Regions from separate parts of the Pan paniscus genome. Here region 2 is linked to region 1. Evidence: chromatin contacts called from public Hi-C data. All regions are on one chromosome and are shown on one strand. Each heading gives the region's core, a stretch centred on a gene start, on an enhancer-like site or on the middle of the called end of the contact. The rest is flanking DNA. Distances are from core to core; before and after follow the strand shown. Region 1 overlaps KAT6A (lysine acetyltransferase 6A). Region 2 overlaps LOC129398613.

Region 1 (3,056 bases), core at 348-2,847:
AAAGGCATTTTTGGTTTTAGATTAGAGTAAGTTGACTGATTTTTTTTTTTTTTTTTTTTTTTTGAGTTGGAGTCTTGCTCTGTCATCCAGGCTGGAGTGCAGTGGCATGATCTTGACTCACTGCAACCTCTGCCTCCTGGGTTCAAGTGATTCTTGTGCCTCAGCCTCCCAAGTAGCTGGGATTACAGGTGTGCATCACCATGCCCAGCTAATTTTTGTATTTTTAGTAGAAACGGGGTTTCACCACGTTGGCCAGTCTGGTCTCGAACTCCTGACCTCAGGTGATCCGCCCACCTCGGCCTCCTAAAGTGCTGGGATTACAGGCATGACACTGTGCCCAGCCAACTGATTTCTTAGGTTAAATAAATACTCCTGGTTTATATCTTCATTTATTATACTTGCTAGTACAGGTTGAGCATCCCAAATCCAAAAAGTTCCAAAGTCTGAAACTCTTTGAGCGTCAACATGACTCTCAAAGGAAATGCTCATTGGAGCATTTTTGATTTCGAGTTTTTGGATTTGGGATGCTCAACCAGTGAGTATAATGCAAATATTCCAAAATCTAAAAAACATCTGAAATCTGAAACACTTCTTGTCCCAAGCATTTCAGAGATAAGGGATACCCAACCTGAGGTGACGTAACGTAAGATGTTACGGAGTTGGAGTGTCCATTTATAGAAGCAAATAGGCCTGACTGTTTCTATGAGCTATACGTTTTGATCTCTAGTTTTATATTCCAGGTACAGTTTTGGTTTTGATATTACTATTGTGTACACACATGTGCACCTGCACACACACACATAACATACTCCCAGACACCTACTTACAAGAGTGCTAAGAACAGGAAACTGTCCTAGGTGCAGACAAGGCTAGACTCTTCTAGGGTCCCTAAACTGTTTCTTAAAATTCGTTTTTATTCCTCCTAGTCCTTGGCAAAGTGGTGGGTGTATATTAGGTATTAGTAAGGTAATTGTTATTTGATGGTATACTTTTGCTTCACAGAAACTTTGTTTATTTCTGTGGTAGCATATGCTTGTAGTTGTCAGGGACCAGATCAGGTCAGGCTTTTTTGCAGAATACAGGTTATTTCCCCATAGGGTTAGTATCCCCACCTTCTTCCCCCAAGAACTGAAATCATTTTCAGAAGGGAGTCATTGCTTCTGGATCAAGACTTTAATTATGGGCTTTTTTTCAAAGGCAGTTCCCTTTTCTGCAGTTGTTCTTTGGATGGATGGATGGATGGATGGATGGATGGGGAGAAAGAGAGAGAGTGAGTGTGTGTGTGTGTGTGTGTGTATTTGCTTGCAGCATTTGAATATGTGCAGCACATTGGCTTTCTAGACATCCTTTGTATAGTAACAGCATGTGTGGAAGGGCTGGCAGCCTGTAAAACAGTTTTTCTCCTCTTCCCCCTCCTTCCAACCTCACTCCCTCTCTGGATCTGGTGACATTACATAGATAAATGTGCTGGCTAGGAAAACAGCAGAAGGAGTTGAATGTCTGCCAAAAATTTGCAGCATGAAACCAAGCTGGCTGCTTCAGCCTCGCTTTCCTGATTTCTTTTCGTGTGTGTGCAGTCTGCATTTGTCAGGGTTTTCCTTATTGAGCATTACGTCACTATGTTCTCCACCCTTATCACACTGGCTTTTCTTTTGAAAGCTACTGTCCTCAGGCTTCAAACTCGTTAAATACTTAAGGCTTTATTTATACTGTTATGGAGGTAGTATTGAAGATGAAATATATTTAAGTCAGAGAAATTTTAATTTGATGCAATATTAACTTAGAGTATGCTTTTGTGTGTTTCTGGGCAACATTAGGGTAGTGTAGAAAAGAATATCTTCTGAAAGGACTTTGAAGACAGAAAAGTACTGATTTTTTTTAAACACGAATATTTATAATGGCTTTATAAGAATCAAAATCTGGAAACAATTCAAATGTTCCTCAAATGGGGAATGGACTGTGGCCTAGTCATACAATGGAATGCTACTAGCGATGAGAAGGAACAAACTATGACATAGCCATTAACATGAATGAATTTCAGATGTAATCTGCTAAGCAAAAGAAGCTAGACTTACAAGGCTACTGACTGTATGATTCCATTTATATGCAGAAATAGCGACTTTTTTTTTTTTTAGAGACGGAGTTTCACTCTTGTCGCCCAGGCTGCAGTGCAATGGCGTGATCTCGGCTCATTGCAACCTCTGCCTCCCAGGTTCAAGTGATTCTCCTGCCTTAGCCTCTTGAGTAGCTGTGACTACAGGCGCACGCCACCACACCCGGCTAATATTTTTGTATTTTTATTAGAGATAGGGTTTCACCATGTTGGCCAGGCTGCTCTCAAACTCCTGACCTCAGGTGATCTGCTCGCCTCAGCCTCCCAAAGTGCTGGGATTACAGGTGTGAGTCACCGCACCCGGCCGAAGTAGTGATTTTTAACTGTCGATCAGCATTGTGAATAGTCATTTCTAGAACAAATGATCTCATTTACTAGTCTATTGAATTAAAGAAGGTAATGTAGGAGCTTGAAAGTTGGGGTTCTTATTTTCAAGATTTTTTCTAAAGTTGAGTATCTAGACTGCAAAATGTGTCAGTGGTTTTAGAGGGAAGAATTAGCGTTTCATTCTTTGCAGAGTATGGTGAGAGTGCTTGAATCCATGTCTAAAAAAAGGGCTTTGCTTATTAAAGCTTTATGTAGTTACTTAAAAAATAAGTGTGCTCCTACTTCTTTTTTTCCTGAATCCTTCAGGCTTATACAGTTTAGGAACCATTAATTTGAATCAGTTTATTTGGGCAACTTACCTGTAATATTTTCATTATGTTTGTTACTTAGCATATGCTATCCTGTATTGTAATGTTAATGCACACATCTTAATTTTACAACTGGATCATAAGACCCAGCAGCAGGGAGCTAGTTTTATTATATATTTGTTTCTCTAGCACCTAACTAAATATCCTTATACACAATAAATACTAAAGATAATGGTCTGTGTAGGTAACATTGAGGATATGAATAGTATGAGGTGATTTCACTAGCTGACTACTAGTATGCTAGGGCT
Region 2 (2,739 bases), core at 14-2,513, 130 kb before region 1:
ACCAGAACAACTTACATCTTGTCAGTCACCTGCTTTTCTTTACTTGTCATACTTTTAGCATTTACAAAGTTTTAAAAATGTGTTTATCATTTGGTAATTATTTTTAAACTTTATTTAAAAATATAGACTGAGTTCTGAACAAATTATCCTTAAATTTCTTCCTCTAGTAGTTACACTTTTCAGTATCAGTGAAGTTTTATGACGCCTCTATTTTTCCTACCCACACAGCATCTCAAGTTTGTCTTTACAGAATAACTGGAAGTCCTAGCTTTATCCTCTCTCTGCGTTTCTCTCTCACAGCCCCCTCCTCTTGGACTCTGCTCTTCCTCTCAGCACCGTAACCTTTTTTATTTCCAGATAGGTTTTGAAAACACCATCTGTTCCCCTCTTAGGATCCCTGGGGCAGATGATAGGTGAACCCCACATCCCAGACACATGGCCACCAAAGATATTCTTGCTTTTTTAATGTTTATCAAGTTCCTCCGCAGACAACAGAAAGTAAGTTTTATTTAGGTATTTATGAAAGGTAACACGCATCTTTAAAAATATGATCATGATACATTTCGAATGAGAACTGTGTGTAAAACATACAGGTCCTATTGTTTCCCTCGTCGTTTTGTCTTTTCTTCAGCCAGAAAGTGATGCGCTGCCAGCGACAGGGAGACACACAACTGGTCCTTATTCTAAAGACCCGACCCAGCCTGGAATGGGGCCCGGCGAGGAGTTCTTGCGCCGGCCGCGGGGACCGGGCGGTAATGAGCCGCTCGTCTCGGAAGGTGGTGCTGTTGGGTGTGAGGGGAGATCCGGCTTGCGCTGAAACTCAGCGAGCGGCGTGCAAGGAGGAAGCCGCGATTTCCAAGGCGGATTCCCTTCGCTGGGACACAACTCTTGAGAATAAGACTTATAAGGACTCTGAGAGTTTGAGGCAGAGGCAGAACGGCTCTGGGCTGAGTGATGGGGAGGATACCAGCACTCAGCGCGGGTGGCGGGCGCGGGGCCGAGCGCGCGCATCCAGGGACGCCTTGGGGACGGGGCGCGGAGAAAAGTTGCCGGGCGGAGAGAAAGGGTGGCGCTGGAAACCAAATGGCTTTCATCCCCTGGAGACAAAGAGGTGCCTTCTTTTGACAACAGCTGCCAGTGACACACACACCATACGGCGGGGCCGGCGGGGGAGGGGAGCCCGGGAGGAGAGCGTCTAAGGCGGGGACCGGCACTGACTTTCAATAATGGGGTGGTTGCCATGGTGACGGGCCAGGCATCTAAAGGGGCGGCTGAAAGCACCCATTGTTCTGGGGCCCGGCTGCCCGGGTTGTGCCTGTTCCTAAGAGACACCTTTAGACACCTCCCTCCGTGCAGGGGCGAGCTGCGGCCCGCGGCTGGGAGCGTCTCCGCGGGAGTTTCACACCAGGGCCCCAGGCCGCAGATCGCAGTGCCACCGCGGCTGCACGCGCGCTGCATACGGAGGGCAGCGCCGCCTCCCACGCACTATCCACCCGAAATCCGAGCGCGACGCGCGCCCGCCTGGGCCCAGATGCGCAGGCCGGGACACGCAGCTCCGCCTGCTCCCCGCTGTCCCGGGGAGACTTCGAATAATAATGCGGAGCAGGACCCGGTGACTCCACAAATAACTCGCTGAGGTCTGGGGCGAGGGCACTCGGGAAAACCCCGCAGAGTCACTTTGCAGTCGTGCTGGAAGGAAAAGCAGAACGGAATCACAGGATAAAGAAGATTAAAAGTAACAGGGCAGTGTTGCAATGTTGCTTGTAAGAGCAAGCAGCTGGAAACAACCTAAAAGCCCGTCCCTGGGGGCTGGGTGAATGATATGGGGCGCATCCCTCTGAGGGAACACTAAGCTGCCATTAAAGAGTACAGGGCAGCTGTATTTGCTAAGACGTGGAAATTTTCCGGTGTATTCTAAGTAATAAAGTGCAGAAGAGTGTGAGTAGGGCTGTGTGTATGTGGTATGTGTGTTTGCATCTCTGGAAGTGGTTGCTTCTTAGGATGGTCACTGTGGGACTAGGAGTGGAGGAGAGAAAGAAAACTTGCTTTTCACCGTACTAGAATCTTCTGCACCTTTTGAATTTTGCCGTTTATACTATGTCTTTACCTGTAAAGAAAAAAGAACTTTGAAATAAAATTGCATTTGCTTGAACACTGTCTAATGAGATGTGCCACTCTCCATAAAGCATCTGAACTCATTTTTAGTGCTTTAATAAATATTAATTTTTAAAATATATATGCACAAATGCCATTAGCCCACAGATTTGTAAAGGTAGTGACAGTGGCAAGTTAGAGATGAAAAGATACACTTCTTTCCTGCCTTCCTGTGGTGCCGAGACGGACGGAGCCAGCTGTCATTCAAGGAGCCTGCTGTATAACCCATCTGTTATTATATCACATTAATCATAGGGATCTCACATTAAACAAACATGACATTAGGGAAATTTTCCTAGTTACAAAATGGTATATAATCAGTGAAATGGACTATTGAACACCAAATGTCATGGTTTTTTTTTTTTTTTTTTTTTTGAGACGAGTCAAGCTCTGTTACCCAGGCTGCAGTGCAGTGGTGCGATCTCGGCTCACTGCAAGCTCCGCCTCCCTGGTTCAAGTGATTTTGCTGCCTCAGCCTCCGGAGTAGCTGGGACTACAGGCACCCGCCACCACGCCCAGCTAATTTTTTTTTTTTTTTTTTTTTTGGTATTTTTAGTAGAGATGTGGTTTCACCATGTTGGTCAG

What was found. Hi-C and Micro-C count contacts between places; a contact is called where the count stands out from the background.
Region 2: a contact with region 1 is called in a Hi-C map of fibroblasts, with 4 times the contacts expected there. The contact joins two enhancer-like sites. A contact is called at or near these places in 2 of 3 Hi-C or Micro-C datasets (fibroblasts and induced pluripotent stem cells).

The regions. Positions count from the first base shown.
Region 1 is chr7:60,456,517-60,459,572 of NHGRI_mPanPan1-v2.0_pri, reverse strand. All of the region lies in intron 3 of KAT6A (lysine acetyltransferase 6A), which reads left to right. Among named protein-coding and RNA genes, the nearest start is that of KAT6A, 48 kb to the left of the region's middle. Within about 2 kb of position 1,597, at least 1 of the 2 cell types and tissues checked has open chromatin away from gene starts, as enhancers often do.
Region 2 is chr7:60,591,270-60,594,008 of NHGRI_mPanPan1-v2.0_pri, reverse strand. It overlaps LOC129398613, which reads left to right. Exons shown (of 3, transcript XM_055116511.2): 3 at 632-2,739. The coding sequence ends at 1,199. Among named protein-coding and RNA genes, the nearest start is that of AP3M2, 13 kb to the left of the region's middle. Within about 2 kb of position 1,263, at least 2 of the 2 cell types and tissues checked have open chromatin away from gene starts, as enhancers often do.